2 separate regions of the Bos taurus genome follow, and region 2 is linked to region 1. A link is a contact called in public Hi-C data. All regions are on one chromosome and are shown on one strand. Each heading gives the region's core, a stretch centred on a gene start, on an enhancer-like site or on the middle of the called end of the contact. The rest is flanking DNA. Distances are from core to core; before and after follow the strand shown.

The links. A called contact is a pair of places that touch in the nucleus more often than the background predicts.
Region 2: a Hi-C map of an unstated tissue shows a contact between it and region 1, with 1.8 times the contacts expected there. The contact joins the promoter of NDFIP2 here to the enhancer-like site in region 1. A contact is called at or near these places in 2 of 11 Hi-C or Micro-C datasets (8-cell embryo and an unstated tissue).

The regions. Positions count from the first base shown.
Region 1 is chr12:54,543,212-54,547,689 of ARS-UCD2.0, forward strand. No RefSeq gene overlaps it. Among named protein-coding and RNA genes, the nearest start is that of NDFIP2, 33 kb to the right of the region's middle. Within about 2 kb of position 2,585, at least 34 of the 102 cell types and tissues checked have an H3K27ac peak or open chromatin away from gene starts, as enhancers often do.
Region 2 is chr12:54,576,821-54,581,298 of ARS-UCD2.0, forward strand. It overlaps NDFIP2 (Nedd4 family interacting protein 2), which reads left to right and starts at 1,817. Exons shown (of 8, transcript NM_001205720.1): 1 at 1,817-2,183. The coding sequence starts at 1,863.

The DNA of each region.
Region 1 (4,478 bases), core at 1,335-3,834:
GAAAGTCCCTTATTGGAGCAAAGGCAAATTAAAGCTTAAGCCTTAGGGTCCCTTGCTTGCATAACTCCTCCTCGGGAAGGACCACAGAAAATACGAATTTGTTGGTTTTTACTTTGTCTTCAATAGTGTCTCCCAAACTGAATACATTTCAGATCTCATAAAACCAAGATTTGCTGCTGCTCTTCTTACTTAAATCATGCCCACCTGAAACTCCAGGGTAATTAAATTGTTGTTGTTTAGTCTATAAGTCATGTCCAGCTCTTCTGTGACCCTATGGACTGTAGCCCACAGGCTCCTCTGTCCATGGGATTGCCCAGGCAAGAATACTGGAATATGTTGCCATCTCCTTCTCCAGGGGATCTTCCCGACCCAGGGATCAAAACTGCATCTACTGCATTGGCAGGCAGATTTTTTACCAGTGAGCCATCAGGGAAACCCTATAGTTAAATTATATGGTTTCTAAAACTGTCTTAAGCAAATGCTATTATGTGTGTCTCATCCAGGTTCTAGGTAGAGTTTTTACTGTGTCATAGACACCATCTTACTCCTAGTACATAGGTTATATAAAAATGACTTGGGCTTATTAATGTCTTATTGCCACCATGCAACAATGGCCAACTGGAAACATGCATGAAACATGCTGGAACCATGGCAGGCTTGGCTGGGACTCCCACATGCAGGTGCTAGCCCCTGGAGCTGGAACTTGGGCTTCTTTCTTTCTCTTTTCTCCTCCTCCCCTCCTTCCTTTCTTCTCTTCTTTTCTCTCTCTCTGCTTTTTCTTCCTTTTCTTTCTCTCTCTCTCTCTTTTTTTTTTCCTTCTTGGTCAAATAAAAAAAAAAAAAAAGGAAGAAGGGAAGGTGTGGGGGAGGAAAGGAAGTAAGCAGAAAGGAAAAAAGAAACAGCTTGCTATGTATGGTATTTAAAATATAATCTCAGTTTATTCTTTAGACATAGTTCTACCATTTGACACTGTCCATGAGTGAGTGTGAGCTAAGTCACTTCAGTTGTATCTGACTATTTGCAACCCCGTGGACTGTAGCCTACCAGGCTTCTCTGTCCATGGGACTCTCCAGGCAAGAATACTGGAATGGGTTGCCATGTCCTCCTCCAGAGGATCTTCCCGATTCAAGGACTGAACCTGCATCTCTTATGTCTCCTGTGTTGGCTGGTGGATTCTTTACTACTAGCGCCACCTGGGAAGCCTATTCCAGAGTTATATGCTTTTTTTCCCACTATATAGACATATATACACATGCATGTGTGCGTGTAATATCACATATATATATATTTATACACAAAAATTTTATATATATAAATAAATATATACAACTACAATTTAAATGTGAAATTACCAAAAAAAATTCAGTGTGAATCTTATTTTTTCTTTTGCTATCTCCCCTTTCACCCACTCATGAGTATACTAAACCAATAACACTACAGTGCGTATCATCTACTCACTGTGATTACCAGGACCATTTGAATTATATGGTGAGAAATATTTCTGGAGTTTTAAACCCTCTTGAACTATATTGGAGCCTTATACTCTTTCCTCTGAATTGCTTAAAATATAGTTTTTTAAATTTAGGAGAGTTGCTCTAAATTAGATTTTAAACTACCTAAAATTAGCTTGTGTCCAGCCTTTTTCTCCAGACCTATGACAAACTCTAAAATAACAAAATGTAAGCTCCTTAACACTCTCCTACATCATCTTCTGCCATTCCCACCTTCACACCTTATGTTCCAACAAAACTGAGCTGCTTAAAATTCTCTAATCCTGTTGGCTCCAGGGCTGGTGATGGGAGTTAAGTACAAACACAAAGATGTTTTCTATGGCCCATTCACTAGGGTTTCTCCACTTTATGGGAGGTTAAAATGCTAAAAAGTATGCCAAGAGCTCTAACAGAAAATGTTAGCCAGTAAGTTTTTTCAAAGGTGAGGATATTTACTTATGATAACAGGTTTAAAGTGTAACAATAAAATAAAACAAAGATACTGGGGTTAAGATATCTTTTTTTTTTAAAATCACTTGAGATTGCAGTATAATGTACAAATTGAATGTGGGAATTTTGCTTGCACTGGTAATCTTTGTCATTCTAGGAGAGATACTGTAAATAAAGTTTTGAATAAACAGATCCTTAATAGAATGCCTAAGATTGCAGTTCTATATTTTATTTTGGACAATTACTGATAGCATTTAATGGGAAAATATAGTCCACAGTCCCACAGGAAATAAGATCCTCCTGCTCTTTTTCCCCCAATGGAAATAAAACATTTTATCTAGGAAGCAGAAGAGAAAGCCAATTTTATATAAATGGTATGCAAAACATAGTCATTGATTTTAGACTTCATTATACCAGTGTTCAAATAAATAAGAGCCCTACAAGAGAAATGACCAAAAAATAATAAAATAAAATAAAAACAGGGATTATTCTTGTGGCTCTAAAAGGTCATTAGAGAGAAAAGAGGATGAGTCACAAACCACCTCAGCAGAGCTGCAAATTGGGGCAATTCCCCAGAACTCTGTGTGTGGAGAAGTGGGGGTGGAGTGTGTTACTACTTAGAAAACAAGCACCTAGCAACAGCTAGGCAGTGACTCAGGGCAGTGACTCTGAGAGAGAGGAAATGGCGCAGCCACTGCTGAGACAGGTCTAAAATTTGGGTCTGTAAATCAGTACATGCCAGCTTCTACTGCCTTCAAAAGAAAGGGGTGGACTGCTTCTCCCTTCTTCAACAACGTTCCAGTTGCCCCTGTTTTCATATCCCATGCAATTCCACCTCTAAAGAAATGTGGGCCAACCAGCTGAAGGGAGGGGTGAAGCTGTGATATTTGTCCTCACCCAAACTGTTGTAGAACTTCATGAAGGGAAGTTAATACAGTTGGATTCTTTTGGGGGTAAACAAAAGAGAGAGAGAGACGAATCTGAGGCTCATTCGACAGCTGGAGAAGGTGCATAGATTTTGGCTACTTGATCAGTCTTTCAGAAAAGATTTAAAAAACAAACAAGCAAAAAAATAAAATGAAAAGAACTGCAAAGTGTAAGTTTAGCTCAGTAAAGAGAAAGAGTCATAAACAAAGAAACTGAGGGAAGTAATTCTGTGTGATAAAGTTTGTGGATATCAAGTATTACTGTGAATAGTATCAAAAGAGAAAAAGCTGGGCAAGTATCTATCATCTCTAAAGCAGCCCAAGTTATTTCTGAACCTGTAGCCAGAAAATTAGAAGACAAAAATAAAGTTTAAATGGATCTTTTAGTATGGGTGAGAGCTTAATACACTCAAAATAAGAAAGTTGTCTGGTTAGAAATCATTCTTGGTCCCTTAGATTGTCTAATATCTGCTGTAACCTAAACCACACTCTTCAGTTGTATCTGAATTTTGAAAATGTTGCTCCATTAGCTAAATAAGGACAGTCCTGAACCCACTTTGAGAAGCAGGAATTCTGATACTACCTCATTCCTGGTGACCTTAGCAAGTGTGTTAGTACCTTTCTTCTTCATATTTCTCCAGTGAAGGCTACCAACCATCCCTTCCTGACCTGATGCCCAAATATAAACAGGCTAGTGCATACCTAACCTCCCCCTAAATATAGCATCTCTAAAAAACAAAAACAGGATGAAATGAAAAGTGGCGAAGAAGAGCTATTAGAAATTTAACTATATGGTAGATAAAATCTTTGATAGAAGAGATGAACAATGAATTTAAGAAAATCTACCAGAAAAAAAAAATGACAAAATATCAAAGAAAAAAAACCTTCATTAAAAAAAATGTAATAGATCATAAGGATCAATCTAGGAGAATATCTGAAGAAAGAGGAGTTCAAGAAAAAGAGAACAAGCAAGTTTCCCAGAATTTAGGCCATGAGTCTTCAGATTGAAAGTATCCTGTTGAATATCAGCAACATAAATGAAGAAAGATCCAAACCAAGGCACATGGTCATAAAATTTCAGAACACCAGTCATGAAGGAATCATGAAAGTGTCTTTTTTTTTTTTTTAAGTGTCTTTACATGCAAGAGAATTAGAACCTTATGGCATCAGACTTGTTAGCAGCTATCCAGCATCCTAAGGACAAGGAAGCCATTCTTCAAACATTTGTGAGACAGTGATTTCCACCCAGACAAATTGATAATCAAGTATAAGGGTAGATGGGTTCCCCAGTGGCTCAGTGGTAAAGAATCCGCCTGTAATGCAGGAGATGCAAGAGACCCAGGAGACACAGGTATGATCCTGGGTTGGGATGATACCCTGGAAGAGGGCATGGCAACCCACTCCAGTATTCTTGCATGGCGAATCCCATGGACAGAGGAGTCTGGTGGGCTACAGTCCATGGCATCACAAAGAATCAGACACAACTAAGCGACTGAGCATGAGCACAGTGAGGGTAGATAAAGACATTTGCAGATACCTGAGAATTCAAACATGAACTTGTAGGAAACTACTGGAGAAGGTACTTCAACATGAGGGAGTATCCAGGACAACA
Region 2 (4,478 bases), core at 567-3,066, 33 kb after region 1:
GTTAAACCTGGATGACAATCGTGCCTACATCATGGAGATGCTGTGAAGACAAAATAACAGCTCATGCAGTTCTTGGCTTGGGAAGGGGTCAACACATATTAGCTCTTCTCCTTTTCTTTCCCCTCTTTCTCTTCCTCCTCTTCACTGAAAAGACACTTTCCTGTTGAATTTTGTCACCTGCTCTCTAAATTACCAAACCATTCACAAAACTTGGGAGGAGAGTAAAACTGAAAGATCTGTTACTCTAACAAGATTTAGGATGTTTACTTTTGGTCAGGTCACTGGTTTTCACCATTATGTTCTCATTACTGTTCTGGGTGTGCTAGGTGTAAAAAATGGCCTCCGTTCTGTGCAGCAGCTTGTTTGAAAGACAAATGGACATATAAATGATTAATGAAAGTGCAGCTGCATATAAAATTAAGTTCTAAAGGAATGGTATAGATCATAAGCGATGTAGGGCTCTAATTTCATTTTGCTGACACTGGTGGTTGTCTTGATTGTTGAAAGGTAATATCATTTGAGGTGAAATTGTGAGAGTGAGTTCCTGTACAGCTACACAATGAAATGTCATGTTTATTATCTTAAACCGAAAATGCATTAAGTTACACCTGAAGAAAGCCTGGGCTTCCCCGGTGGCTCAGATGGTAAAGAATCCGCTTGCAATGTGGGAAACTTGGGTTCAATCCCTGGGTAGGGAAGATATCCTGGAGGAGGAAATAGTTACCCACTCCAGTATTCTTGCCTGGGAAATTCCATGGACAGGAGCACAGCGGGCAAAAGTCCCTGGGATCACAATAAGTGGGACAGGACTCAGCGACTGAGCAACTAAGCACAAAGAAAGGTTAAAGACATTTAAGTATGACATTATCGTTGCCTCTTATTGTATCAGCCTATTAATACTTTCCACCACTAGATGTGTCAAGATGGCAGAAATACCAAGAACTGATCAATGCCTTGAATAAAACAACGGGGAAGGCTTACATTTTTCAGTTGCTCTCTCAATGAATGTCTCTCCTTGTTGTATTTTTGCTGTTTTTAACTAGGTGATGAGGCGCACCCACTAGCCTTTTTCATTGCAGGGAATCTCCTTTGGGGATTCAGGAGGGAAGTAAAATAGAAAAGACAACTGAGCCAAATCACGTGGGATCATAGTTTTCAGTGTATCGAAACTCTTTGGGTTAAAGAGAACACCGCCCCATCATATTCTTTTACTTGCTAGAGAAACATGCTTTGTGTCTGGTGGGAGATACACACGGTAGGTCAAGTGTGGTTAACCGGTTATTGAGATCGTCTTACTGCACACAAAGCGAATCTTTACTGTTAAACCCTTTGGAATTACTGATGTGAATATGACCCTAGAAGAGTCCTATATTATTTCATTATCTTCTTGTATCCTTTCAGTAACCTAGTGCTCTAGGGGCTCCTTTCCTCGGCGAGATACATGAGTGTGGCTGAAGACTCCTTGTTGGACTCTTAAATCTCTTATTAGCAAGAAGGGGACAAACAAAACAACCTAAAATGATATCTCTTAACTCACTAATGGTTTTTGAATAAGTCTTTTAGGAGTGTCCTAGCATTGTTCTAGGCTGGGTGGATAACAAGACGTGTGAGGAAACACGGTGACCTGTCCTCAAGTGTTCCTGGAATGCGTCTCTTTTATCCTCGACAACGTGACTCTGCCTGCAAGCAACCCTTCGGACTGAAAAGACCAATCAAGGACGGTGATAATTTTTTTTCTCCGCTCCTTTAGCCACCACCCACTCCCGACAGGCTGACAACCTAGATCGCTCCCCTGGACTTGCCTGACTTTTCCATTTCATCCCATTTCATCCCACCCAGCGAAACCCCCCCTTGCGACGCGGATGGGACGCCGGAGGACCCAGCGAGCATGCGCGACCATCCCGAGCATGCTCAGTAGCGCGCACGGCGCCCCGGAGCTTCGCCCCCAAGCTGCGGCCGACGCGGAGGTTTCCGCGGCTTCTGCGGCAGCGACGGGAAGTGAGGCGGCCCGGCCGGGCGATCGCGGCCGCAGAAACAGAGGCGGAAGAGTCGCTGAGGCGACGACGTCGTTGAAGGGGGTGGCCGAGGGGGCTGAGTGCCGAGGGGACTCACCCACTCGGAAGCCGGACCCCGAGCCGGGCAGGATGGATCACCACCAGGCGGGGACTGGCCGCTACCAGGTGGTGAGTTTCTGTCCCCAGCCCCGGCCTCCTGCGCCTCCCGGAACCCCGGGATTGTCCCCCCACCCCTCCGCCCCCCGTGGATTCCAGAGCCCCTTTCCACCGGTTATCCCCGGTGGGGCATGTTGGATGATTTGTTTTTGGCTCTTCTGGCAGGACCGTGCTTCCTTCACATCTCTCGTATTGGAGCCTGCCTGTGGATCCTTTGAGACCCTTCTTTCTAGACCCAGGTCGTCTTTTAGGTCCTTATCCTTCCGCTGTTAGACATCGCCCCCCCCCCCCCGCCCCCCGCCTCCTTTTAGAACTTATATCTCTTTTATTTCTCACTTTCTCGATCATTTCGTCATGCCCTGACCCAGTTACTTCAGAGATTTTCCAGTGGATTGTGTACTGGAAATGAGTTAACATACCTGCTGGGAAGGTGATCTTCGTCATAGATGGAGTGGGTGGGAAGGAGGGAGAGGTAAGCACTAGGTGGGGTGGGATGTGGATTTGGCTTAAAAAAAAAAAAGTGTGGGTTTAAAAATTGCGCAACTGTAGAGAAAGTCGTGGGGCTGATCTATCTATTTCTTAGTCCTAGTTAACCTTGTCATTTTGGCCTTTTCTGTTTTTATTAGAAAAACGACTTTTTTTTCCTATTTTTTTTTTAATTGGTGGGAGGGGAAACAGGAAGTTTTCCTAAAAATGCTCATCGTGTTTGAAAAATTAATTTTCTTTAAGTACAAGGTTTTCCAGTTTAACCATATTAATCCTTTGTAAGTTGAAATGAGTGAAAAGTGGCCCTCTGTGTTTTCCCGTGTCCGTTTTTCTAGTATATATTTTTCTTCTCATTGGAGAGTCCTAGGTAAACCCTGTTTAAAAATGGACTCAGCTATAGTTGACTATTTCCTTGCAGCTAGGTAGCATGTTATTCTGTAAACTTTGAGGTGGTAATTTAGTTAAGCCTATTTTCTGAGGGAAAGGAGAAAAACGTTAATTATGGAGCACCGATGGTACAATTGACAGTACTGTTTGTAAGATTTACAAATCTAGATATGTTAGTGCAGATTTCATATTTCAAATCTATTTACACAGGTGAGACTTATTGTGAACTAAGAATTTCTATTAATAAGTGTACTTTGACAAATATGAAGGGTCCTGAAAGTTAAAATCCCAATGTATGTAGTTTTGTGGTATATATATATATGTATATTTTAAGATAAAAACTCATTATGCATCAGTTTCATCTGGTTTACATCCAGTAAAACCTCCAAATGTTGTATGTTCATTTGGAATTCTGTAAAATGGGGTGTGGGGGGTATACCACAATAAAGTTATTGATCTGAATTCTGTAAAAATTCATCAGTATTTTCAGAATGGTTTGGAAAATATTGCTGCCAGTATGGGAAGACATTTTTCAAGTTGTTAGTGTATACACTTTTGATGGTTTGTTTTCTTTTTTTAAGGCATATTCCTATTTTTGCAGATGTTAGTAAAAATAAAATATTGAATATTGTTACCAGTGGGTTTATTTCTTTTCTCTAATCACTTTTCTTTCATTTTCCTATTTGTTTCCCTTTAATAGTGTTAGCCGATTCAAATTCTTTCTCTTTGGGGTTTTGCTTATAAGAGTCAACCATGTTCTCATATACAGATCCCTACTCAAAACATTATTAACTGACGTAACTATGCTTTAAAGTAATTTATTATAATGTCACATTTGCTTTCAGTAGCTATGGTTAATTGTTATTTTTAAGAATTCCTAAAACCAAAATGTTGGAAATTGCTCTGTGATCTTTAAGATACTTTTTCTCTACAAATCCTTTCAAAATAGTGGACAGTATGATATTTTATTGCCCTTTTTTTTCCCTAGGTGGATATGTGCCCCACATAGACTTTGAATGGGTGGAGGCAATCTTTCAGAGCAGAGGGCAAAAATCTGCCCTTCTAAAGATACTTCTTGATTCAAGTAGGTAGGATATCACCTTCCTTGTAAGGTGAAGTGTTTGAGAATCTTAGTACAATTAAGATTTTAATTCCAGTTCCTGTGTAATTACATGGTAATTTCATCTGTCTAGAATAGCTCTTGGTTTTGTTGAGAATGGCCTGATCAATAACTTTATCTTGGTATATTCCCCACACCCCTGACCCCTCACCCCCCATTAGAGATGTGTCCTATGCAGACTTTGAATGGGTGGAGGTATTCCTTCAGAACAGAGGGCAAGGAAAAAAAAAAAAAGGCAGCTGATTTGGTTGGCAGTAAGCTAGGGACCAGTCTACAGCTCTGGCTTGTGTAACTAACACAACTGTTGTGTGGCT